Linked DNA regions of Mus musculus: regions 1 and 2 are each linked to region 3. The links are chromatin contacts, called in public HiChIP or PLAC-seq maps. All regions are on one chromosome and are shown on one strand. Each heading gives the region's core, a stretch centred on a gene start, on an enhancer-like site or on the middle of the called end of the contact. The rest is flanking DNA. Distances are from core to core; before and after follow the strand shown. Region 1 overlaps Gm38475 (a long non-coding RNA gene). Region 2 overlaps LOC105247329 (a long non-coding RNA gene). Region 3 overlaps Rassf8 (Ras association (RalGDS/AF-6) domain family (N-terminal) member 8).

Evidence for each region. HiChIP or PLAC-seq counts read pairs in DNA pulled down with a chosen protein or histone mark.
Region 1: an H3K27ac HiChIP or PLAC-seq map of trophoblast stem cells shows a contact between it and region 3, with 2.3 times the contacts expected there. The contact joins two enhancer-like sites. A contact is called at or near these places in 7 of 39 promoter capture datasets (the C10 cell line, the HPC-7 cell line, cranial neural crest and 4 more), 2 of 484 Hi-C or Micro-C datasets (bone marrow-derived macrophages and nephron progenitors), 1 of 115 datasets of contacts at active chromatin or transcription factors (trophoblast stem cells) and 2 of 9 other capture datasets (embryonic stem cells and pancreatic islet).
Region 2: an HNF4G HiChIP or PLAC-seq map of pancreatic cancer cells shows a contact between it and region 3. The contact joins two enhancer-like sites. A contact is called at or near these places in 14 of 39 promoter capture datasets (the 3T3-L1 cell line, the C10 cell line, the HPC-7 cell line and 10 more), 1 of 15 datasets of contacts at CTCF or cohesin (the NIH/3T3 cell line), 12 of 484 Hi-C or Micro-C datasets (the AtT-20 cell line, the C10 cell line, CD8 T cells and 9 more) and 6 of 115 datasets of contacts at active chromatin or transcription factors (the NIH/3T3 cell line, bone marrow-derived macrophages, embryonic fibroblasts and 3 more).

Annotation. Positions count from the first base shown.
Region 1 is chr6:145,476,383-145,479,574 of GRCm38.p6, forward strand. All of the region lies in intron 2 of Gm38475 (a long non-coding RNA gene), which reads right to left. Among named protein-coding and RNA genes, the nearest start is that of Gm15499, 35 kb to the left of the region's middle. Within about 2 kb of position 1,684, at least 23 of the 459 cell types and tissues checked have an H3K27ac peak or open chromatin away from gene starts, as enhancers often do. A contact at or near this core is called in trophoblast stem cells, where this site is marked.
Region 2 is chr6:145,372,667-145,375,901 of GRCm38.p6, forward strand. LOC105247329 (a long non-coding RNA gene) reads right to left here. Exons shown (of 4, transcript XR_001785414.2): 3 at 2,250-2,444. Among named protein-coding and RNA genes, the nearest start is that of Gm38926, 26 kb to the left of the region's middle. Within about 2 kb of position 1,410, at least 93 of the 459 cell types and tissues checked have an H3K27ac peak or open chromatin away from gene starts, as enhancers often do. A contact at or near this core is called in pancreatic cancer cells, where this site is marked.
Region 3 is chr6:145,768,765-145,772,038 of GRCm38.p6, forward strand. The region is part of intron 1 of Rassf8 (Ras association (RalGDS/AF-6) domain family (N-terminal) member 8); the gene reads left to right. Among named protein-coding and RNA genes, the nearest start is that of Gm15704, 22 kb to the left of the region's middle. Within about 2 kb of position 1,352, at least 56 of the 459 cell types and tissues checked have an H3K27ac peak or open chromatin away from gene starts, as enhancers often do. A contact at or near this core is called in pancreatic cancer cells and trophoblast stem cells, where this site is marked.

The DNA.
Region 1 (3,192 bases), core at 434-2,933, 290 kb before region 3:
TACTGAACGACACTTGGAGACCGTGGATGAGTTCTGTCTAGTTCTGCCTAGGCCTGGAGGTACAGACTTAGAATCCTGGCTACTTCTGGGACTGACTCGGGAGAATCGAGAGCTCAAGGCCTTGGTCCGTGGAGGTGAGTTTAAAGCCAGTGTAGGCAGCTTTGTGAGATCCCGTGTCAAAAACCAAATGTGAGCAGGGGGCTGGGGATAGAGCTCAGAGGGAGAGGGCCTGCCTTGTGTATGAGAGGCCCTGGGGCCAGCACTACCAAACCAACAGAGAAACAGAAAGGTTTCTCTTTACATATTTAAATATATTGACCTTCATCTTCTCCCCTAACTCTTCCTACTCAATCAAAAAAAAAAAAAAAATCAATCTAGACTAATGTGTGCTGCTGAGCTATGGCTCTGGCCTCCTAGCCTCCCATAGCGTTTGACAGCCCACGTGAAGGAGAGTTCCCAGAGGAAAGCTGTTCCACAAAGACCAACTGACTGATTAGAACTGCAGCAGTGGGCAGAGGTTGGCAGGGGTTGGCAGGCCGCAGGTCCAGAGCTCAGGACCTCACCTCCAGCTCCACCTAACCGCATGTCTAGCTGCAGCACCCTTGATGGCCATGCTCTGCTCACCTCTGTGTCAGAACTGACATCCTGGAGTGACAGATAAAAGCCTTGGGTGTCTATTAACCTAGCAGACTACTGGCTTTAACCAGCCTAAAGCTAAGAACGTCTCCGGACAGCCCGAGGCTCTCAGAAAAGCTTCCTCCATGGTGCTCTAGCCACCTCTCTGCCCTTACCCACCCAGGTATTTTACATTTTCTCCTAATTTATTACATTCTTTGTTTTGCAAAACTATAAAACTTCATGTAACTGCTTCTGTGTTGGAACACAGAATTCAGAGTGACCTAAACTTGTGTTCTCAGGCCACGGTCACTTAAGATGGTTCCAGAACAAACTGTTGTTTATTCCCTTTAACACAAGAGCTGTGCTTTTTTTTTGTTTGTTTTTGTTTTTTTTCAAGTTGACACCCATAAACACAGTTCAAAATGGTGTGTGCAAATCAAGGTTGAGCCAATCCTAGACACGAGGAGACCCAGAGCTCCAGGAGGCAACATTCCAGGCAGTGAGGTGCCTGACCTCTGAGGGGGGCAGGCTTGTGGGCCACATGATCTGCACGCTTAACGACTCCAGGCGAAGGGCCAGGCTGAGCAAGCCCACGAGCTGGGTGCAGACCCACCAAGTCCACCAAACTGACAGCTGAGGTGAGAGTTCACGTGAGCTACCGTAGCCGAGTGCAATGCTCTGGCGGCTTAAACAGCAGAGAATCATTTCCTCATAGTTTCAGGCTAGGAGTCCAAGGTCAAGGTGGCAGGAGGTGGTTTCGGGAAAGGCATCTCTCCCTGGCCTGCAAGCAGCCACCTTTGTTGTTTCTCATATGATCCCTCTACTCAAAGGCTCATCTCTGAAGTGTCTTCCATGCCTTGTAAGGTGTGCTAGTCAGGGTTCTCTAGGGTAACAGAACATACAAATCTCTCTCTCTCTCTCTCTCTCTCTCTCTCTCTCTCTCTCTCTCTCTCTGTGTGTGTGTGTGTGTGTGTGTGTGTGTGTGTGTACAAACAGGCTGTAGTTCAGCTAATCCAACAATGGCTGGATATGAATGCAAGGTCCAAGAATCCAGTAGTCGCTCAGTCCAGGAGGCTGGATTTCTCAGCTGGTCTCCAGTTTACACTGGAATCCCGGAGAAGTTGGCTCTAAGGCCAGTGAAGAAATGGCTTCACAAGGCTAGCAAGGCCAGAGCAGGCAGGCAGAGAGCGGAAGCTTCTTTTTTCCATGTCCTTACACGTGCTCCCAGCAGAAGGTACGGCTAGGATTAAAGGTGTGCCTTCCTGCCTCAATGATCCCTATCGGAAAAAGTGGATCTTCCTACTTCAAATTAAGCAGGCATGCCCTCCATTTCTGAATTACAGTGGCCTCATTTATCTTTAAAACCTTTGTTTAAGGTCCTAGCTTCACATACAGCCCTAGGGGTTAAGGGCTCAACATGTGAGTCATTGGTGGGGACTTCAGAGAAGTGATTTCTTCAGCAGACCCTTGAGGCATAAGCACCATCACACAGAAGGGGCCCGGACAACACAAGACTGCACTGAGATTAGTCCCAGGCCTCAGCATCGCCCTTTGCTGTCTGCGAGAGTAATTCCAAACGTCTGCAGAGGCTAGCAGGACGAGAAGGAGAAAAATCAACCCCATAGCTCCTCTCTGCTCTGAGGGGCATAGAGAGGCAGCGAGTGGGCCAACCAGATCGTCCTGTATGCCCCCACTCCAGCTCTCCCACGGGGCCTGCTGCCATCTCTGGGCAAACCTTAAGGGGAAACACATCTGTGACTGCAGAAGGTGCCAGGTGAGGAATGCAGGGCCGGATGAAAGCAAAGAGCCTCTGCCTGACTTCATGTTCCCAGGCTGGTGTGGGTCGGGCAGGACAACAGCCCACAGGCAAACACCGGCCAGGCCTGTGTACCCAGAGCACAGCTGGGCCCTGGCTATGGGAAACTTCCTCAGCTCAGGGCCAAGCAGGTATGTGAGAGGTCAGACTAGTTGAGTGGCTATGGCACCTGAGACTGAGGTCACCTTTCATGGTGACTCTCTGAGAGCCTGAGGGCATGGAACCAAAGCAGAGAGGACAACAGTGGGGCCCCAGTTCAATTGGTTGGGCAGTGGTCCCTGCAGAGCAAGCTGAGCAGGTCCAGCCTGTGTTCCCATTGTAGCCCACACTGGGACTGGCTAAGAGCTGGCTAGCAAGCCTCCCGACTGATAACCTGCTCAGGAAGTGCCTCGGGGAGCTAACTGAAACATTGTACTTCATGTTCCTTTTCTTCAGAACCCACCCAGAGCTTTCTGGTGCGGAAGGAACCGGTTTTTCTTAACTAACCATTTGCTGGATGCTACTGCGGAAACCTCATGCTTTCCCCATCCCGGTCCCTGTCCCAGTCCTACTCATTGCAGTTTAAACAGATCCCAACCCCTGCCTGCCAGGAGCAGGAGGGCGAAGTTGGCCGTGGCAGTACCCATACCTTACACACAGAGCTTCCAGGGAAGTCACCCCTTAAGGCTTCCGTGTGCCTAGGGCATCCAAAACAGACCTCCCCTGCTCGTTCTTTCCAGCAACTCCGTCTCGTTACCTTCAGACACACTAAGAGATGC
Region 2 (3,235 bases), core at 160-2,659, 400 kb before region 3:
CTCCTCGAACATTCTACGCTGTGCTCATATGTTGCCCGTCAGTGGCAAATGAAGCTGCTTTTATTATTTATTTCTCCATATCTATTCAAAATATAATAAGCTAGTACTGGGGCTTAGATCTGGAAGGAGCTAAGTTGACACAACGTTTTGAAATGTCTTCGCATTCCCTACTTTTCTCTTAAATGTTTAACCTTGGCATGATCACATACCAGACACAGGAAGCCTGAGTGCAGACGACCAAGTGAAAGAGAGCATTTCAACATGGCTTCTCTCGGGCTCTCCACTCCTTCCCGCGCCGTTAGGTCAAGAGAAGCATCATCAGGTTCATCACTATTTCCAGGTGCTAGGAAAATTTTAAATGTTGCATTGAAATATGCATTTTTATAATACTTTCTTGGGCCCACATCACAAAATGTCAGCATAATAGAGATGTTTTAACAGCCCAGAAGTAGTGTTTTTCTCGCACACACAAGGCCCTGGGTTCAACCACTAAGAAAATAAAACCAACCAAAAAACAAGCACAGTGCTTGACTCTTTCCGTCCTTTGGATTTTGTTGTTTAACGCTGGTGTCGTTCCACCATTGCTGATTCTCATGGTGGAACAGCCCACTATCAACTCTCCTGTGCTTAAACGAATGTTCTCTACTCTGCAGAAAGCAAGTCTCAGGTGCAGAGAGGCACATCTGTATGTGTACATGTGCATACACACACACACACACACACACACACACACACTCTCTCTCTCTCTCTCTCACATACACACTCGTTCATACAGGCTCACATTCACACATACACACTCACATACACACACACTCATACAGTCACACATGCACACACACAGTCCCATATATACTCATACACACTCATGCACACTCACATAGACACACACCTCACATACACATACACTCACACAGTTATGCAGTCACACACACACTCACATATATACTCATACCACTCATACACACACAGTCACATACACACACTTACACTCACATACACATACACTCACACATATTCTCACACACAAACACACTCACATACTCTCGAGCATTCACACACTACTTGTCTGTATTGCTGCTCCAACAGGGATGGGAATGAGTCACAGTGATTGATTGGTTTATGGTGGTGATGAGTCACTAGGACCAAACATTCTTCAAAGCTCTTGGCTGATGAGAGATGACATTTTGGAAAATGGGAAGAAGACCATGGTGTCTTACTGTCTCCCCATGGAAGGTGTTTACCAGCTGCCTGGAGGGCTATTTTTATCCCTGCACATCCTGCTCATGAGGCTTCACACACCCACTCGCATGCCACCCCCACGACATGCAGATTCCTGTTATTCATCCTTCAAGTCCACACCAGGAAGCTTTTACTCAAGCATGACTGTGCAGGCTGTCACTGAGCACAGCGCTAGCTTCCATCCTCGGCGCTGCGGTCTCACACTTGGTGATTGATGTGTGCTAGGCACCAGGATTAGTGCTTTCATTTCTTGTTTTCTTTAATCCTCTAGACACCACCCAGGGCAGTGAGTGAGCTCACTGTGCGCTTAGACAGACAGAAAAGGACTCACAAGCCTCCTCATCCTCTCTACTCTGAGGTTCAGTGGGTCCAGATGGCCTCCAAGTATGGCCGAGTGGACCATGCAGGTAACCAGGCCCTGCATGATGCACCCACTCTCCTTGGTATGTTTTGTTTTGGGGTGTGTGTGTGTGTGTGTGTGTGTGTGTGTGTGTGTGTTGTTTGTTTGGATGATAGAGTCTCATTCTGTAAGCCATGCTGGCCTTGACTGGAGATCCTCCTGTCTTGGCCTCCCTACTACTGGAGTGACAGGTGTGGGCCACTAAGCCTCGATTGTCATGTTCAAACTCCTCCACTGTCCCCACACTCTCTTGCTTCCTGCCTTGCTGTCATGGTAACAGAGTGGTTACAGGTAAAGTTGACACCAGAGCAAAGACGTGGAGAGACAGACAGGTTCTAGAGATGCAGGTACCTCATGTTATGAGCAGTCCTTTAGTCTGGGAGCAAGAACTTGGTGACCTCTGGGCACTCCTCTGTGGTTTGTCAGAGTTTTAGAGGAACAGGGCAGGGAGAATGCATACACACACTGTGACTGTGTAAACATATATACACATACTTACATCCATGAGAATTCACCAGATTGACTGACTTGATAGGGCTGGATAGCCCAATGGCTGTCTCTACACTGCAGAGGCTAAGGACCCTAAGCTGGAGGCTTCAGCAGTACTCACCTGCTGTGGAGGGACTAGAAGTTTCCTGGAAGCTGCTTGTCTTTGACTTGTGTTGAAATGCTGAAGAAATGGGTCTGATGTCAGCAGAGGAGACACACTCTGGAGACCAGGTGGGCAGCCCACTGCATCTTGCTTCTGGCTAACAAGCGGTTCTCCTGTGGTAGCTACTGGATACTCTTGGCTCAACTTTTTCATCTGCAAAGTTAGAAAAATATGTTTTCTTAAATCATTGTGAAGACAAAAACATCCATATGGTGTGCTGAATATGCTAGAGGCAAATGCCCCCTCCCCCACTCTCTCATGTCCACCAACCCCCCTACTTGCTTATGCCCACCAAATGTCCCCTCCCCCACTCTCTCATGTCCACTAACATATTGTATCTCTTCCCATTTGTCTCTTTGAAAACACTTGAAGAGGCCAGTTAACTAAAATTTTTAAGCATTTAACTTTGTCATTTATTGGTGATATTTAAATACCCAGAGAATAACATGCACCTTGCAGCTAAGCCAGAGAAATAAATCAAGGCTGGTATGTACAAACCCCATGTAAATTCTCTGTGGGACAGGAGAGTTTTCGTTCACCACGGCTCTCAGGTCACAACCTTAGACCAACGTGGGGTTTATCACTCACGCTTCCCACAGATGGCTCTTATACAATCCCAAGACATACTTCCCTCCAAATTATTACATTGGCATAGCAGAAGATGAACTCAAGTCTGTAGGATCTCAATGGAAAGAACAAATCTCAGAGCCATGGGCTCTGTGTGTTTGGGAACTTGAGAGAACTTTGCTGGTATACAGGGCTCTTGTAGCCAGAATCTAACTCTGGCCTGGAAGAAGAGCATCCAGGCTTGCGACAGACCTTGCCTCTCAGTTTCTTACCTGCACCCTGACATCGAGTCATCAGGGTGTGCCAGCAATCATCTGTCAGACTTTCCTTGGAAGGCCCCTTTTGCAATGTCAGGCCTTGACCAGTGTTAAGTTCTG
Region 3 (3,274 bases), core at 102-2,601:
AAACGTCCTATAAATAGATGCAGAGACATCTGTGAAGGGCACAGTGTGAGTGTGGCAGACACGGACTGCGTCAGCTCTCGTCCTGTAGCCAAGGCTTCTCTGACTCCCTCGCGCCTCACATTCTCCAAGCATTAGGCAATGGAGTGCTCGGTGCTGCCAGGCGTTCCCTTCTCAAGGAGCCAGGGGCTCATTCGTTCTCCCAAGGAGAAGTGTGGCAGGGTTTTGTTTTTATTCTCTAAAACTAACTCTCCAGGTCTCCTTCAGCATTTTTAGCCCTCACTTTAGGCAGTTTTCCAAATGCCAAACTGGTAACTAACTGTACAGGCAATTCCTGTGCTGTTGCAGGGAGCTCTGGGCAGCAGGGAAGGAGGGTGAGAAGAGCACTCTGGGCCATTAAGTGGTCTTTAAAGAAACAACTGAATTCCTTTTCCAAAGACACAAAGTGTTAGGTGAAACTACAGAAACCCACCCCTTCCAAGTGACTGGGATCAGAGGACAGAGTGGTAAGAGCCCACAGAACACTGTCAGGAGAACAGCCTGTGTGTCTTGTTTTTTTAGGACAGTAAGTTAACGTGGGGGAATTCATTATTTTTAAGGTAGAAATTGACCACCACTCTAAGAACACTGAGAGTGTTTTCAGCCTGCGTTAGCCCCGCAGGATAGCAGTGTGGTTCTGCCTTGCTGGCCTACTACCTCACAAGGCTGGCCTACTACCTCACAAGGCTGGCCTACTACCTCACAAGGCTGGCCTACTACCTCACAAGGCTGGCCTACTACCTCACAAGGCTGGCCTACTACCTCACAAGGCTGGCATACTACCTCACAAGGCTGGCATACTACCTCACAAGGCTGGCCTACTACCTCACAAGGCTGGCATACTACCTCACAAGGCTGGCATACTACCTCACAAGGCTGGCGTACTACCTCACAAGGCTGGCATACTACCTCACAAGGCTGGCATACTACCTCACAAGGCTGGCATACTACCTCACAAGGCTGGCGTACTACCTCACAAGGCTGGCATACTACCTCACAAGGCTGGCATACTACCTCACAAGGCTGGCATATTACCTCACAAGGCTGGCATACTACCTCACAAGGCTGGCATACTACCTCACAAGGCTGGCCCTGCTCAAGAGCCCTGCAGGGAGGGTCAGAAGCTAGGTCAGCCCGTGTGTCTGGCCGGTTCCTCAGAAACCGTTCGGAGTTTCAGGAGGCGTGTGTAGCTATGTTCAGTGGGGACTCAGGGACTGTCCTTTGCAACATGCTGATTTAAAGAACTACAGTGTTAGGTGGCACCACGCCACTGCGTTAGGATGCCCAGCCAAGCTTGCATTGACAAATAAGTTTGCCTGCCTGTACTTCCCATTGCTGCCTCTGAGAGCAGAGGAGCCACAGGGTGCAGCTAGGAAGGCGTGTGGCTTTGTCCTTAGTTGTCTGCGACATCCTCGGTGGCACTGAACCGTCCTGAGAGGCCTTTTAAGTGCAAAGCTCCCAGCAATCTCCTTTAGTGCACGCAACCAAGTTATGAATTAGGTTGCTTTTGGTATACCTGCTCCATCATCTTGGCTCCGTCTCTCAAACATGACTTACTGGTCTCAGGAGAAAAAGCAGCCTGACCTTGTTTGTGGCAGGTGAATCACTTATAAGCGAGCTGTTCATATTTTACAGGTGAGTAAACTCTTTAAGGACACCAATCAGAGTACCATGCCATAAATTCCTTAGCCCTTTATTCATTAGTGATTACATGACCTTCAGAGGTCTCATTTAAATTAATCTTCTGAAAAAAATGCATAGCCTCAGAACCTTCTAGTAGAGCTCCTAAGTCTACAGTTCTCCTTCCTTGCTGGTTCGGTTCTCATGCAGAGCCTGCTACGTGTTTTGCATTAGAGGAAACCCTAGTACCACAAGTGTTGAGAGTGAGGCAGTGATTGCAGCAGGGCCGCTGATCACATCCGTGTGCTCACCGAAGCCTGTGGCGTCCTGTCCGTAGTCCTGCTGTGTACTGAGGCCGGGCCGGGAAGCCTGCTCAGCAGTGCAGCTGCCGAGTGACTCTGTAATCACATCACAGCGCAGAGTCCGGCCCACAGCTGCCTCCTGGGCAGCAGGACTAGAGTGTGGGCTCTGTGCACAGGGCTATGGTTGAGGCTTCCTGCTGGGGGTGGGGCACGTGCATGGGGATTTGAACGACTGGGGATGGGTTTATTTGCATCCCTCAGGTTACGCAGGGGAGGATTAGATGGCTTACCTGGAATTTGCTGCTGAAGAGTTTTCCATTATTGCTGTTTTCTGTAATTCTTGACTAAATACCTTGAGATTCCTTTGACTTTTACCTTTCTCCCCTTCTTTATAAGATGCAGCTTTGCCTGTTGATACATTCCACAGAGCTGGGGTGTAGCTGTACACTCACCAGCCTGCCTGGCAGCCACCATAGGACATAGTCACTGTGGAGAGCATGGCCTCCCTGTGTCTTTCAGGTGCAGAAGCAACCCCCCTTTCTTTTAAATTCATTTTTTTACACTTCATATTCCATCCCCCCATCCACCCTCTGATTACTCCACATCCCACCCCTCCTCCCCACTCCTCCTGTCTCCACATGGAGGCCCCCACCCCCCACCCCATCTGACCTCTAAACTCCCTGGGGCCTCCAGTCTCTTGAGGGTTAGGTGCATCATCTCTGAATGAACACAGACCCAAAGGCCTCTACTGTATGTGTATTGGGGGCCTCATATTAGCTTGTGTATGCTGTCTGTTTGGTGGTCCAGTGTTGGAGAGATCTCTGGGGTCCAGATTGGGGCTGCTGGTCCTCCTACAGGATCGCCTTTCTCCTCAGCTTCTTTCAGCCTCTCCTAATTCAACAACAGGACTCAGCTGCTTTTGTCCATTGGTTGGGTACAAATATCAGCATCTGACGCTTTCAGCTGCCCTTTGGCTCTTTCAGAGAGCAGTCATGCTAGGTCCCTTTTTTGAGAGCTTCATAGCCTCAGTAATAGTGTGAGGCCTGGGACCTCCCCTTGAGCTTGAGAATACACCCAAAAGATGCCCACCATGCCACAGGGGCACGTGTTTCACTATGTTCTTAGAGGCCTAATTTGTGATAGCAGAAGCTGGATCCAGATGTTCCATGACAGAAGAATGGATATAGAAAATGTGGTTCATTTACACAATGGAATACTACTCAGCTATTAATAATGAGGACATCCTGAGTTTGCAGGCAAATGGATGGAACTAGAACATATCATCCTGAGTGAGGTAACTCAGAGCCAAAAGAACA